Linked DNA regions of Sus scrofa: region 2 is linked to region 1. The links are chromatin contacts, called in public HiChIP or PLAC-seq maps. All regions are on one chromosome and are shown on one strand. Each heading gives the region's core, a stretch centred on a gene start, on an enhancer-like site or on the middle of the called end of the contact. The rest is flanking DNA. Distances are from core to core; before and after follow the strand shown.

The links. HiChIP or PLAC-seq counts read pairs in DNA pulled down with a chosen protein or histone mark.
Region 2: an H3K27ac HiChIP or PLAC-seq map of alveolar macrophages shows a contact between it and region 1. The contact joins the promoter of TUBGCP4 here to the promoter of PDIA3 in region 1. A contact is called at or near these places in 1 of 5 promoter capture datasets (fetal skeletal muscle) and 1 of 2 datasets of contacts at active chromatin or transcription factors (alveolar macrophages).

What each region holds. Positions count from the first base shown.
Region 1 is chr1:127,809,203-127,816,930 of Sscrofa11.1, reverse strand. PDIA3 (protein disulfide isomerase family A member 3) reads left to right here and starts at 2,835. Exons shown (of 14, transcript NM_001195112.1): 1 at 2,835-3,004. The coding sequence starts at 2,838. CATSPER2 (cation channel sperm associated 2) reads right to left here and starts at 2,369. Exons shown (of 13, transcript NM_001244270.1): 1 at 2,039-2,369; 2 at 1,698-1,844; 3 at 870-1,043; 4 at 604-672. The coding sequence starts at 1,842.
Region 2 is chr1:128,081,417-128,089,144 of Sscrofa11.1, reverse strand. It overlaps TUBGCP4 (gamma-tubulin complex component 4), which reads left to right and starts at 5,106. Exons shown (of 18, transcript XM_021096979.1): 1 at 5,106-5,468. The coding sequence starts at 5,391. ZSCAN29 (zinc finger and SCAN domain-containing protein 29) reads right to left here and starts at 5,080. Exons shown (of 7, transcript XM_005659684.3): 1 at 4,551-5,080; 2 at 3,619-4,055; 3 at 2,956-3,160; 4 at 310-1,002. The coding sequence starts at 3,936.

The DNA of each region.
Region 1 (7,728 bases), core at 1,586-4,085:
CTTACCAAAAACAGGATGAAACAAGGACATGAGTACTGCTACTCTCTTTTCTCAGTAGTTTGAGATGATAATCAAATGAACTCACAGATCCTCAAGACATTATTTTGCTTTTAATACATTTCATAAAATTTATGATTGGTTTTAGAGTCATTTACTTTTTAAGTCATTTCTTGGCTCAATCTAATATTTTAGTTGTACCTCATTTTATACACATTGTGAGCTTTTTTATTTGTACTTAAATAATCGTTCTAAACATACTTATAAAAATATAAATGTCGGGTCACTTGGTGATAGGAACCAATATCTCTTAATAGAAAAGATTAACTGAAATATTAGACTAACCTGATACAAGAAATATAAGTGGTTTTCCAATCTTCAATACCTTGTGAGTCTATTACACCCTACCTCTAAGTGTCTAGACTTCCTTATATCCACTACTCTCGAGCACCCTCCAAATGTTTCTAGGTCTTAGCAGTTGTACAAATCCTGCTCCAAGAGACAATGTAATTGTCCCTATCACATCTCAAGTAACATTCAAATATGCAAAATGATCATTTTAAAGGAGAAATGACTCCCACCCCTTCATCCAATGTCAGTTCTCACCTATTTCAACCATCAGTACAATCGTGTTCAAAAAGATGAGGAAGATGATGAAGTTTGTGAAGAGAGGACCTGTTTTCTCTTAAGAAAACATACAGAATAGAGTTCTTTTTGATATACACAGGCCACATGATTAGGGCAAGAATAAAACCAGTGAGAATGAGAAGAAAATGGAGTTTGAGAAGGGAAAAATTAGTCAAATTAGGCAGATGATGAGGCAAGAGAGACAGTAAAGGCATGGATTAAAAATGAGAGGCATGAAAGGATACACTCAAGAACCCATCCAGCCCACAAGGAAAGAGGGGGCCTCTGGCTACAGCGCACTCGAAGGGTACTCATCAGCCTCTGGCCATGTGTGATCCGTCCTACGTGACAAGGCTTTATGGAGAAGCGCACAAGCTGGTGTTGATCTCCCAACATGAGTTTCTTCTGACGGGAAGGATCTACACCAAAAATTTAAAAAAAGGGTGGGGAGAAGACATTGGATAAATATAATAAAGAGTAGTCTTTGGGAGTATGAAGAGCTGCTGGTAGGATTGAGGGCAGGAATGCTGGTTACATAATGGGGCCCCAGTGCAGGGGCTTACCTTGCTGCTCCCTCATACAGCAACTGATATTAGTTTGGAGTAAGAACTAACCTATCTCTTAGGACTAACACTGTCCATGACCAAGAACAAAGGCCATAGGTTCAACCTAAGTGTCTTTGGTAAAAATCTCCTAGTTAGCCAGGGTTGGTAGTTATTCTAAGCCTAAAAGTGAATGACATGGGTTCTATCTCCTGTATTCAGAGTTTTATTTATAAACACTTTGATTTATCAAGCTTGGTATATGAGTTCCCTGTGGCTCAGTGGGTTAAGGATCCAGCATTGTTACTGCAATGGCTCGGATGGTTGCTGTGACGAGGGTTGGATCCCTGGCCCAGGAACTTCCAGATGCCAAGAGTTTGGCCAAAAAAAAGTTTGGTGTAACTTCCAAACTAGCAGCCAAACCAATCTCCCCTGAATTTTCCACCTTTAAAATTCTCCCTCTGCTTCCTACTCATTGGTGGTGTGAACAGGAGACTTAAATTCATCCTAGGGAAGAAAGAGGCTGCTGACCAAGTATCTCTCGGATGGTGTGCCGTGGCACAGCTTGGCTCAAGCCTTGCAGGTGCTCGATGAGAGAGAAAGTATCAATCAGACGGGAACGAATGGCATCAGCTCGGGGCAGTTGCATGTGTCCTGTTGGGCCGTAAGTGGCCATGTCTGTTAAGAACATGAAAGAATCGAGTGTTATTTCATTTCAAGCTGGAGTTGCACCACAGCTTAGAGGTTCTCTTTCCCTCCTCCCAACCTCTTTGCCCTTAAGAAGACAAATGTTATATACCTAGACGCAAGGCTTTCTGAAACAAAAGGAGTCATAACAGAGAATCTGCGCAGTTGACTACATGGACAGGTACCTTTACTTGTGTGACAGCATTTCTAGTTAAAAGCAGCAGCCAACAAAGAGCAGGAGTCCTGAGCTGGACAAAGAGGAATTCCGGCACCACCTGGACCTGAGGGAATCGGGTCATGAATGCAATGATGGGAGGAATGGGAGGGCTTAGGACTGCCCGCTATGAAAAACCAAGTTAAGAGGAATTGGACAAAATGCAACAGCCTGACATTTTGAAAAGGTATCCCGTCCCGAGTATCCACTCCAACTTGCTGCCTCAGGCGCCAGCTCCTTCTCTCAGTTCCCGATTCTGGGCCTCACCTCAGGCCGGGCTCTCTTCCGCTCACTCAGCCCTGAGTTCGCTATCCCAGTCTCCGGCTCTGGCACCCCCCCTGAGCTCTGCTCTCCCCACGCGGGACGAGCTCAAGGTCGGTTCCTAGCCTCGCTGCGCCCCACGCCCAGCTCCGCCCGGTCCCGCCCTCTCCCGGGGTTCCGGCTCGCCCCCGGCCCACCCGGAACACCAGCCCCCAGCCCGGGCCCCCTCCCAGCCCAGCTCGCCAGGCGCTTGCCGCCTCAGCCCCGCCCCGCGCTTCGACCACTCGGCGGTTACCAGCTGGTCCCGCCCGCCCGACGCAGGCGCCGCGCAGCCAATCAGCGGCTGCCACACTGCGGCCCAGCCGGGCTGGGGGGTTGGGACCTCCGGCTGCAGGTCCGCCTGGGTCAGACGCGCGAGCTGAGGCAGAGGGTGAGTGGTCGCCGGCACGGCCTCCGCAGTCCCCGCCGAACCCTGACCCTCCTGGCCGCCCCCGCCTCAGCTGGTCGCCATGCGCCTCTGCCGCCTAGCGCTGTTCCCGGGCGTGGCGCTTCTTCTCGCCGCCGCCCGCCTCGCCGCTGCCTCCGACGTGCTGGAACTCACCGACGACAACTTCGAGAGTCGCATCTCCGACACGGGCTCTGCGGGGCTCATGCTCGTGGAGTTCTTTGCCCCCTGGTGAGGCCACTTAACCGGGGCGGGAGAGGGAGGGCCGGGCTGAGCCGGAGCGAGGGCGCGGGAACGGTTAGGCCTACGCAGCGCCGGCTCCCTCCATCATCGCCGCGATCCCGGCAGCAGCCCGCAGATTTTCCACCTACGGGGAACCGAGCTGCCTCACCGAGAGCGGAGGAGTCGGTGCTGATGGCCTGGAAGCGAGACCGGAGAGGGAAAACGCGAGGCCCCTCTCCCGCAGGGCCACATCCTTACCTCGGTGCTCTTGTGGCACTTCCTATTGCAGAGGGTTTAACCACCATACCACACCACCCCCGCCCGCCGCCTTTCCCCGCTTCGTTTCGTATCTTTACAGTTTTCTGGGTGAGTCAGTGTTGCTGTTTGCCATTCATTAGACGAGCATCGCAAGGCCTTATATTGGAAGTCAGCGTTTCACCAAGTGCAGAAGCCCTGGGCCCCCACGGTACTTCCTTTCTTGCCCCACGCAGCCATTGGTTTCTAGCCAAGGTCACTCAGTGGCTGCAGAATGGTCATAAGTGCTTTCTTGAGGCAGGCAGTTATTTTGTCCATCACATGGTGCGCTTTCACCATTAAGCCCATCACTTCTCAACATTAGCAGAATTTTGTTAAAAAAAGAGTAAATAAACAGAGTAATTCTGTTAGAATCTGTCTAAATGGTCACTTTTAGTTAGGATTTCTAAAAAATGCCAAAGACCCCAGTGAGAAGGTAGTGTTGGTGAAATACTCCACTTGAGTGATATAACTGAACAAGAATGTAAATTCTTTTGGATAAAACTAAATGGAAATAAAAAGCTGGTGGGTGGGGGTGGGGAGAGACCAAATAGGATTTCTGGCCCAGTAAACCAGCACTCTGGTGGTGGTGTGGTGTTTTTTTTTTCCCCCAAAAAAATCTTTACCAGATTATCTTTACGATGATTATCTTAACACTGGGGACAACTCAGTATAAGCACACTAATTGTAGTACTTGATTTTTCTTCTGCGACAATGACCCTAAATTAAAAATTATGTGTATTCAAAAGTTACAGCAAAAGAATATTAGGTAACTTTCACTTGCTTCTGATTCTCATCTTCATTCTGCAAGGGTTCAGCTGACTTGAGGGTTACACTAGAAGTCCTGTAATGAAGACCACCTGAACCAGAAGGCTGTGTTTAGAGGCAACACATTTTGTTTCCAGCTGGTGGCAGTTTATTCATCCGGGGCTGTTCTGTGGCTGACTGGCGGTACTGATTACACATCATAGGTGGTTTTTTTTGTTTGTTTTTTGGGTTGTTTTTTTTTTTTTTGTCTTTTTTTTTTTTTGCTATTTCTTGGGCCGCTCCAGCGGCATATGGAGGTTCCCACGCTGGGGGTCCAATCGGAGCTGTAGCCACTAGCCTATGCCAGAGCCACAGCAACTCGGGATCCGAGCCGCGTCTGCAGCCTACACCACCTACAACACGGCAACGCCGGATCATTAACCCACTGAGCAAGGGCAGGGACCGAACCTGCAACCTCATGGTTCCTAGTCTGATTTGTTAACCACTGCGCCACGACGGGAACTCCCATAGGTGGTTTTTATACATCTATAGAATTCACATTCTTTTGGAAACAACTCTTCCCAATCATATTACCACACTATTAACTCTCAGGGGGTGTCACTGTGATTAAAATGGCGCTCTATGTAGTTGTATCAAGACTATTTGGTGCCTCTGACTACAGGGGTCAACATGAAATGAATTGCAGGAGAATTGTGGGCTATTAGACTTAGTTTAAAGCAGTTTTTTTTTTTTTTTCCCCTATTGAAGGTGTTCTCTGCTACTTTAAATTGTTGCATGTGCTTCCTTAAAAACTACATATCCCATCATGCACTAAACTATCCCTAAAACTGGGTGGATCTCTGCAGTGGTGTCTCCTTTTAATTGGTATGGAAGTTAAGGTCATCCTCCACAATACCTACAAGAAGAATCAGTTTTCTGAATGAGAAATTTGAATCAAAGAAGTCTCCTGTTGGAGTTCCCGTCGTGGCGCAGTGGTTAATGAATCCGACTAGGAACCATGAGGTTGCGGGTTCGGTCCCTGCCCTTGCTCAGTGGGTTGACGATCCGGCGTTGCCGTGAGCTGTGGTGTAGGTTGCAGACGCAGCTCGGATCCCGCGTTGCTGTGGCTCTGGCGTAGGCCGGTGGCTACAGCTCCGATTCAACCCCTAGCCTGGGAACCTCCATATGCCGCGGGAGCGGCCCAAGAAATAGCAACAACAACAACAAAACAACAACAAAAAAGACAAAAGACAAAAAAAAAAAAAAGAAGAAGTCTCCTGTTGATGATGTCCTTATTTCTTCCCATTCAACCATTCTTTTTTTTTTTTTTTTCCAATATGGCTGCACTCAAGGCATGTGGAAAGTCCCAGGGCCAGCAGTTGAACTTGCACCACATCAGTGACTCCAGCTGCTGCAGTGACAATGCCAGATCCTTAACCTGCTGCTCCATAAGGAACTCTATGATCGACTATTCTTATTTTATTAATAGTTCGGCTGGAAATGTTTTCTGACTGCTATATTTCTTTGTATAGATCAGGATTACTAGCTTACAAGATGGATAGAAACGGTTATTAAAAGTGAAATGGAGCTGTGTTGAGCAAGTTATTTTTCTCATTTGTTATAGGGTATTTTTTTCACTTTCATTTTATAAGTGAAAGTGAAAGATTTCTTTGCAGCTGACTCTGTAGACTAATATTTCCATGGTGGAATCAGTCATCTTAGAATGGGAGTATCTGAATTTCTCTGGAAGTAAATAGAACTATTTAAATGTTTGTGATAATTTCTGAAAATTTATCCATCAGTGTTAAGTAAGTTTTAAGTCTCCAGCATCTACTTCTGTTGTAAATTTGTGTCCTTCCCTGTAGGACAGTAGTGTTAATGAATGATATTTGATATAAGTGTTTATAGAGTATAGAAAAAGACTGTAGTGTAAAATGTAATATTTAATATTTCTTCTTATATGTACTGATTCCTTTACTTGAAATTCCCTTTCCCACCTCCTGTTGATTTTTTTCAACAAGATTTAGCACAGAAGTTACTTTTCCTGGAGTTCCCACTGTGGCCCAGTAGGTTAGGAATCCAGCTGTAGTGGCTCTGGTTGCTGCAAAGGCATGGGTTCCATCCCCTGCCCAAATGCAGTGTGGTTAAAAGATCCAGCATTGCACATCTGTGGCTCAGATTCAACCCTTAACCAGGGTACTTCCCATATGCTATGGGTGTGGCCATAGGAAAAAAGTTACTTCTTCCTGGAGTTCCCTGGTGGCACAGGGGGTAAAGGATCTGGCATTGTCACTGCAACAGCTTAGGTAGCTGCTGTGGTGTGGGTTTGATATCTGGCCCGGGAACTTCCACATGCCGCAAGTGTGGCCAGAATTGGGGGGGGTTACTTCTTCCTTCCCTGAACAACTAACTGGTTGCTTTCTCCTCTCTTTTGGGACCTAATAATACTGTCTATCACCCCTGCCAGTCTGATAGTCCTATAGGGAAAGGACTATATCGGTTTTTCTTCCATCAGAAGCACAGGCACGTGACAAGCATATTTTTCCCCCCTCCTTTTTTGGCTGCACCTGAGGCATCTGGAAATTCCCAGGCCGGGCACCAAAGCTGAGCCGCAGCTGTGGTGTCACCAAGTCCTTAACCCACTGTGCCGCCAGGGGAACTCCTCTTTGTGTTTCAATAATATGTAGGGGTTTGCGAAAGAAGTAGTCGTTAGTCTTTTTTTTTAATTTATTTTTTTAGTGGTTAGTCTTGATGATCACCTTCAAAATCCACCTGAATTCCTTTCCAGGTAAATTTAGAAAGGACGGTCTCCTCCGGCCTCATTGGAACATGTTAAACAGGTTCTCCCTTTGGGCATTTGATCGTATTAGGGATATTAGCAATGCTTAAGGCAGTGGTTTTCAGTCCTGGCCTTGCCACTTACACACAGTACCCTCCTATACACCTCTGGTTATCTCTTGGATTCCTGGAGGAATCATTTGCTAAGTTTAAACATATTAGGTGAAACTTTTTTTTTTTTTTTTTTGTCTTTTTTGTCTTTTTAGGGCCGCACCCAAGACATATGGAGGTTCCCTGGCTAGGGGTCGAATTGGAACTACAGCTGCCGGCCTATACCACAGCCACAGCAATGCTGGATCCAAGCCATGTCTGCGACCTACAACACAGCTCAGGGCAACGCCAGATCCTTAACCCACTGAGCAAAGCCAGGGATCAAACCCACAACCTCATGGTTCCTAGTCGGATTTGTTTCTGCTGTGCCATGGTAGGAATTCCGAGGTGAAACTATTCTTAAAACTGTTGACTCAGCCTTTTTGGCAATGACTACATATATATTCAACAGAAATCTCTTAATACAAATAATACATGTATTATCTCTTAACCAAAAATAGCCCTTCAGTACATTCTACTGATTGTGAGAGGGACCACTACTTGATGTCTCAAAAAAGAAAAATGCGGAGTTCCTGTCGTGGCACAGTGGTTAACAAATCCGACTAGGAACCATGAGGTTGTGGGTTCGTTCCCTGGCCTTGCTCAGTGGGTTAAAGATCTGGCGTTGCCGTGAGCTGTGGTGTAGGTCGAAGACATGGCTCAGATCCCAAATTGCTGTGGCTCTGGCGTAGGCCGGTGGCTATAGCTCTGGTTAGACCCCTAGCCTGGGAACCTCCATATGCCATGGGAGCAGCTCAAGAAAA
Region 2 (7,728 bases), core at 3,857-6,356, 270 kb before region 1:
GCGTAGGCCGGTGGCTACAGCTCCGATTCAACCCCTAGCCTGGGAATCTCCATATGCCTCGGGAGTGGCCCAAGAAATAGCAACAATAACAACAACAACAACAACAAAAGATATCTAAAATTATTCTCCACTTACTATTAGTTCACTGATTTTCCCACAAAAGAGAATGAAATACACAACTGAGAACTGCCTCTCTTCTCTATTTAAGTGACAAACCTGGTAGGTGACATTAGGCTTCCTGACTTTCACATCCAGTCTCATATAACTCCTCAGTCTAATCCTAAAACCCCAAGAAGAAAGGTTCCTTACCACTTGGGCTTCGGAAAAGGACAGGCGTGGTGGAGTTGTCGGTGTCCTGGGGAGTGGCCTCCTGGCCCACTTCATCACTGTCAGACTCTTCAGCCATGGCCTCTCCTCTGTCCTCATGCTGCCAGCCCTCTTGCTCCGGTTCCTCAGTCTCAGCATCACTGGCCACTAGGCCAGAGTGGGAGGCTGCCTCCTCCAGGCCATTACTGGGCAGGGCAATGACCTGGGCACTCATCAGGGCTTCCATCTCTTCAAAGAAGGGGCAGGTCTCAGGAGGGTGGCCACTCTTGACTTTCCGATAGCTCTTCTGGAGACCTTTGAACTTGGTTCGACACTGTTCCAGGGTCCGGAGGAAGCCATACTCCCTGAGCCGCTCAGCCACAGCCTCATACACTTGGCTGTTTCGATGACAGTTTCGGAGAGCCTCATAAAACTCAGTCTGACTGAGAATTGCAAGGAGTGTTCTGGTCTCTTCATAGCCCCAGTGTACACCTGCCACCTTCTCATCCTCAAAGCCCCAGTGATCCTGTTCCACCCTGCTTTTTCTCTCTCTGCTGGATGGTAACAGATCAGCATGCAATTGTCTGTCTCCTGTGTGACGGCCTCTTGGGAGTTCCTTCTCCTTGGAGCCCAGATCTGGGATCCATGGCTCTCCTTGCTCCAATTTGGAGACCATGGATTTAGAAAATGGTAATCCTGCTTGCAGGGAAGCAAACAAAGATGTCAGTTTGGACTGATCATAAAAAACATCTCTGAGTCCAGACCTGTTTTTTTTATCCAAGAGGCTTATAAAAGGATCTAAAGAAATGTTTTCAGAAAGTTTGGTGTGTTTAAGAAAGTGGGAGAAATATGTGAAACCTCAAAAAATGAGACATTTTCCAGAGCAGGGTGACGAGAGAGAAGATTGTTATGTGTTCAGAGCAGATAATTCTGTTCCCAGTTGTTCCCTAGCCCTGCTGACCACTGTAGGCAGGTCCTGCCACTGTTTGAAATAGTCACCTCCTGTCTCTTATATAGTTGGCCCTTGAACAATGTGGGGATTAATCTGAATATAGCTTATAGTGGACCCTCTGTATCCAGGGTTTCTCTGCATCTGCAGATTTAACCAATGACAGCAGCATATTTTTCAATTACTATTGGAAAATATCCACATGTATTGGACCCATGCAGTTGAAGCTCATGTTGTTCAAGGGTCAACTGTAGTTCTCCACTTAGGGCCAGAGAATTAAACTCAGTGATCTCAAGGAGGAGTCTGTCTTCCTTCACACACAGTCACCAAGTGCTAAAGGTTTTCTCTTAGTATATTCTTTATTCCTACTGTACCATCCCAGTCTTAGACCCCTTACCTTCTCACACCGGGGAACTGCTGCAGTCACTGTCCTACCTACCTCTAACCTCTTGCTTCCTCAGCTCACGTACTTTATGTACTGCCAAACCTTAACCTGATTGTCTACCCATGCTTGACCCATTCATACCAGATTCCCCGCCTCCAGAACAAACACAGCAGATGTTTATTTACCACTCTGTGCCTCTTCTTTCTTTTAACTGTCTCCCTTCTATTCACATTCAACCCATTCATCAAGAAGCTGTATTTGCCAGTGCCCCCTTGAGGCATTCCCTACAGTTCCCTCATCTCCCACTCTGACAAACCCGTGTCACAGTGAGTAACAAGGCATTGTTTGGCATTGCTTCAATACAGTTCAGCACATATTTATGTTTGAGAACAGACACCTTTTCTTATTGCAGAGTACCCTGCCAGGTGCTGAGCACATGGTTGGTGTTCAAATACGGATTAATTCTGCAAGTCTGTGTGTGGGGTTGAGGGATTGCCTCTCGATGACTAAGAGAACCACAACCAAACTGGCTGAGAAGGCTAATGTCTTGGATGATAAGATCAGAATTCAAAACAACCTCAACAAATTAAAGAGCTGATCAAAGGGAGAAAAAAAAACAAACATACAAAAGGGAGTACAAAGAAGAAAAACAAGTTCTACAAAATCAAGTAAAAGAATAAGCACTAGGCACAAAGACAATGGGAAAGCGCTAAAAGTCCTGGGAGTATCAGGTGAACAGCAATCATCAAATAATTAGTTGAGCTATACTGAAAGTATGAAGAAATTCTGAAGTAAAATTCTTACTCTGCCTCTACCTATCAGACCCTCACTGGAGTAATATATAGTTTAATTCTGCACTATGAACAGGCTATTTGGAGAACTTAAAGGTCCAAGAGAGTAACAAAAACTTAGTAGGTCTGAAGAATGGAGCTTCCAAGGAAAAGCTTAAAGAAACAAATACAGTTTAATGTAGAGAAAGAAAACGACTAAAAGGAAGATGTGCCTTCCAGCATAGAAAAGAATTTTTAGCTAGAAAAAAACTGACCCAGTGAGTGTTATCATTACCAGGAGGAAAGAGAGTAATTCCAAGTTCTGGCAAAAACTAGGGAGCAATCCGCTGGCAGACTTATCAAGAGGAAATACAAGAATATTTATTGTAGCAGAGAGCTAAACTACGTACCTTCAGGAGGTCCCCAGCAACTGCACACTCTACAATCTCCACTCACTCCTGACATCCCTTTCCCACTCACTACTCCCAACCCTACTTCCCAATTTAGAATGGCATTCTATCTTCCCATATGAATCTACTCCTCACCGCTCCTTTGAAAAGGTCTGAGCTTCTCCTGTGGGTTCATCTGCTCCCGTGGTCCCAGGTCTGAGCTTCTTGCCCTCTCTTTCTTGGGTACACCCCTGGGCTGGGGTTCCACTGACTCCTGCAGAACACTTAATAACTCTCGTGATGATTTCAGGGGTGTCATCTTCTCCAAGCGCACTTCCTGCCCCTTCATAGAGACTGTGACCTAGAAACAATCCCCATGAATTGTCACTGCAAGGTCATAATGAGGGGTATTCCCAGAGGAGATTATCTGATACCCCAAAAGAGATCATCCTTTGGAGACAAGGCTAAGGTTGGGGTGGGAGGTGATTAATAGTGAACAAATGTCTTTCTTAGTCCATTACTGTTAGCTAAGAGCAGCAGGAACGCTAGATCAAAGCAGTAAGCCAAACTACAGGCTGAAAAAGAATTACCCTTTCTTCCCTGTTAAGTAAAAAAACCCATGAAACTATGAATAACTCATTGTGACATGTAGCACAAGCACATGCTTATTGGTAGCATCTCCCAATAAGTTCTATCTGAAAAAATTACCTGTTAAAGGACCATAAGTATAAGCATCAGCAAGGGAGACTGTGCCTTAGTGTGGCTTTTCATCCTGCCCCTTCCCAGTCACACATTTCTAAATTCCCTCTCCCTGCTCACCGAATGTCCAGGTCTTCCAGGCTCTCTTTCTAAATCTTCCACCAGAGCCACTGCCTCCTCTCCACTTTCTGGACATTGCTTTTGTACCCAATTCTGGATCTCCCCAGGTAAGATGGTCAGGAACTGCTCTAGCACCAACAACTCTACAATCTGCTCCTTGGTGCGCACCTCCGGTCTTAGCCACCGACAGCAAAGTTGCCACAGTTGGCTGAAAGCCTCCCGGGGCCCAGCTACCTCCTGGTAATGAAATCTCCTGAAGCGCTGTCGGAAGGTCTCAGAGTTAGTGCCAGTCCCTCTCAGGGTGGGTTTGGCCATCATTCACAGCAGAAAGCGGCTTTCCTCCATTTAAGGGTCTAGGTTCCAGGGTTTACACCTATCTTCCATGTCCTTGAAGAATCACCTGCAGATGAGTCTCTCTCTGTAAGAAGAATTTCCTCCTAGGGTAGAGAGAGATGGCACTATCAGAAGGAATACACTCATATGTCTAAAGTCTTGCCAGAGCTGGCCTGACTTCCCCTAAGTTCTGCGTGGCCATGTGAGGTAGCACCAACTTCAGGGCAGCAAGCCAAAACTGAGCATGAAGGTGAGAGACCATTCAAAAGCTGCATTTCTGGGCGACTTCCAGGGCAGCCCCGGGGAAGCAGCAGAGAATAAACTACTGACTGCTCCTCTTCCACCCCTCCCCAAGTCTGACCCATTGAGCTCCCCTGGCCAGTGCTGCATAGTGAGTTCAAACCGTAAGGGAGACCTAGAGCTGAGAGGTTTTAAAGGCATGTCACCACCCCGAGGAAGGCAATAGAAAACCCTCTGTCCAGCGGGTCGCCTCTGATCTGCCCCAATACTTCCGCCGTCCTTCCCCAAACCCTCTACGTCCGCCCCGCCCCCTCAGACTCCACCACCACCAATTTCTACCCCAAACAAAAATCAAGTACACAACACTGGGTCTTTGTTTTCCCTCACAGCAGAAGTAATCGCTCAGTAAATATCCGGGAACTACTGACGGGAAATCTCGAGCATTGAGAGAAGTTGGTTTTGACTTCTGAAGCGAGGGCCAGGTGGACTTGGGGAGAGTCACACTGAGTTGGTGGAAAGAGGGAGTCCGAGGGGGCAGTAGTCATGTGTCTCCTGAAGACGAGCTCGAGTGCTGGCCAAGCGCTCCGAGGGCTGCGGTATTCGCGAGTGCGGAGCACAGCTCAAGGAGCGGCGGGTGCGGGGTTCCGGCCTCTTTGTCTTCGCTTTCTGGCCAGGTCACTCTCGGAGCGGTAAGGAGTCCCTCCAGAGGCTTCGGACCGGGGCTAAGGCGCCCTGAGAGCACCCTCTGGCCCACCCCTAGGAGCTTCTCCCACTCGGGATACCCCTCAATCCGCTCGCATCTCTGCCCGTGGGCCAGCCTCACCCACTCGAGGTCTGGCTCCAGCCGGGACTCTCAAGCCTCCCAGTCCAGTTCCCAAACCGGAAGTGAGAGCAGGCGACTAGGGCGCCACAGACGCATGCGCAAGGGCAGCTGCTTAGACACCTCTCGCGGAGCCCCGGCGGGAGCGAGCGAGTGGGCCCAACCGAGCACAGTGCACTTCCGGGACGCGGCTCGCCTATCCCTTCCCTGCTTCCCGTACGCTCTCCGCAGCAGTTCTCTCAGCGGATAAAGTCTGGAGGAACCGCCCGTCCAGGAGGCCTGTGCGCGAGTAGAGAAAGGAATACGCGTTTCCTTGGTCGCCTGGTGAGGCTCTGGAGAAAGGTGCAACGGATATAGGGACCGGAGGTCCGCCGTGGAAATGATCCACGAACTGCTCTTGGCGCTGAGCGGATACCCAGGGTCCATTTTCACGTGGAACAAGCGGGGTGGCCTCCAGGTACAATCCGGCTCAGAGCGCGGGAACTAGCGAGCAGGGAATGGGTGGACCTGAGCCACTGCGTGGGGGAGGAGCCTTAGGGGGCGTGGCTTGCAGAGCTGAGGCGGGGGCGGGGGGGCGTGTCCTTGAGCAGGTAGCTGGAGGGCTGTGCCGGAGGGGCCTACCACGGTGTAAACACCTTGAGAGGTTTGGGCTACGCTGGGAAAAGGAGGGCAGACTCCTGAAAGGCCCTGCCTTGGGGAAGAGGAGGGAATCCAGGGCTGAGCCTAAGGATGAACTATCTGAATGAGAGTTGCTGGGGAACTGGATGTAAAAATGAGGGAGATGCTTTCTCCCATCTTCACACTTGCACTCTGTTTTAAGCTGTTTTGAAAATTTGTCCAAATACGTAGTATCTAACACAGAATACGACTTCAGTCAATTATTTTGAATGAAAAAGTGAATGAGGGTGTTTCCCTCTACTCCTTGACCAGGAAATTTCTTCTCCAGAAGAATTTGGAGGGAGGCCTTCATGTAACCAGGAATGTATGAGAAGGAGGGGCCATGTACTACATGTATTATCTCATTTAACTTCACAACCACCTATCTCCGTTTCACAGATTAACTCTGGTGTCAGGTATTAGGCAGTTAATAATTAGCAAACTTGGTCTTGAACCCAGATCTGTCTGGCTCCAGTATCTGAACCACTCTTCTTTTCTACTTATGCTTCCAGTAGTATTATCTAATCATCTCAACAACATAGCAAGTTAGGTATTGTTAGCCCCAGTTTACAAATGAGCAACTTGAAGCTCAGAGAACTTTATGGTGGCTTGTAGTTTTTGGGTTTTTTGTTTGTTTTGCTGCACACACCTCATCTGCTGCGTGTGGAAGTTCCTGGGCTAGAGATGAAGCCCATGCCACAGTTGCCACCTGCTTTACAGTTGCCGTAAGGTCGGATCCTTAACCTGCTGGACTGTAAGGTAACTTCCTATGGTGGCTAGTCTTGATAAGGCAGGATTTGAATCTATCTGTATACAAAGTCATGCCTGTGTCTATAAGAATTGGTAGTATAGGCTGTAAAGAAGCAGGAATATTACTCTCTTGGTCTATAAAACATAAATTAATCAGATTCCTTTTGTTGTTATTTATTTTTTACTACAAAACTAGGACAAGGCATATAGGAGAAGAATATTCAGGAAGCATGTATGTGTGCTTGATTGAAGTAGAAAGAGAGAACACACTATGGGAACAATAACAGCCTTTTTTTCTTATTTAAAATGTCTCAATTGGATATTTTCCTAAATTCTCAGATTTAAAGAGAGAATTTCACCTTCTCAGAAAAATTTTCTCAGACCACCTCTTTAAGAATATTCCTTATGCCATTATTTTGTTTTTTTTTAACGGTTTTTATTTTTTCCATTAGAGTTGGTTTATAGTGTTCTGTCAATTTCTACTATACAGCAAAGTGACCCAGTCACACACATATATATATATATATACATTCTTTTTCTCACATTATCCTCCATCATGCTCCATCATGGATACAGTTCCCTGTTCTGTACAGCAGGATCTCATTGCTTATGCATTCCAAATGCAATAGTTGGCATCTATTAACTCCAGACTCCCAGTCCATCCCACTCCCTCCCCCACCCCCTTGGCAGCCACAAGTCTGTTCTCCAAGTCCATGAGTTTCTTTTCTGTAGAAATATTCATTTGTGCCATATATTAGATTCCATATCTAAGTGATATCATATGGCATTTGCCTTTCTCTTTCTGACTTCACTTAGTGTGAGAGTCTCCAGTTCCATCCATGTTGCTGCAAATGGCATTATGTTGTTCTTGTTTATGGCTGAGCAGTATTCTGTTGTGTATATATACCACATTTTCTTAATCCATTCATCTGTTGATGGACATTTAGGTTGTTTCCTATTTTCTATCACAGTAACTTGTTTATTTCCCTTATAGGACATCACAGTTCATATTACTTATTGTTATTACTTATTGCTGTATAGTCTTTCTCTCACATTGACTGACCAGGGGGGCAAAGAAATAGTGGTCTTTTTCATATCAGGAGCACTTGGCACAATTTCTGCCACATAGTAGGTATGAAGATATTTGTGAAAAAAAGACCACCCCAAACAGCAAATATTTCATACTTTTTGCAGAACAGTGTTTTTCACATTTGAATGAAGGGAGAAATTGTCATGAATGTGCAATGTTGATAAAAATTGTTTTATCAACACATTAAGCCAGGTATAAACTTAAGCATATTGCTCTTAAA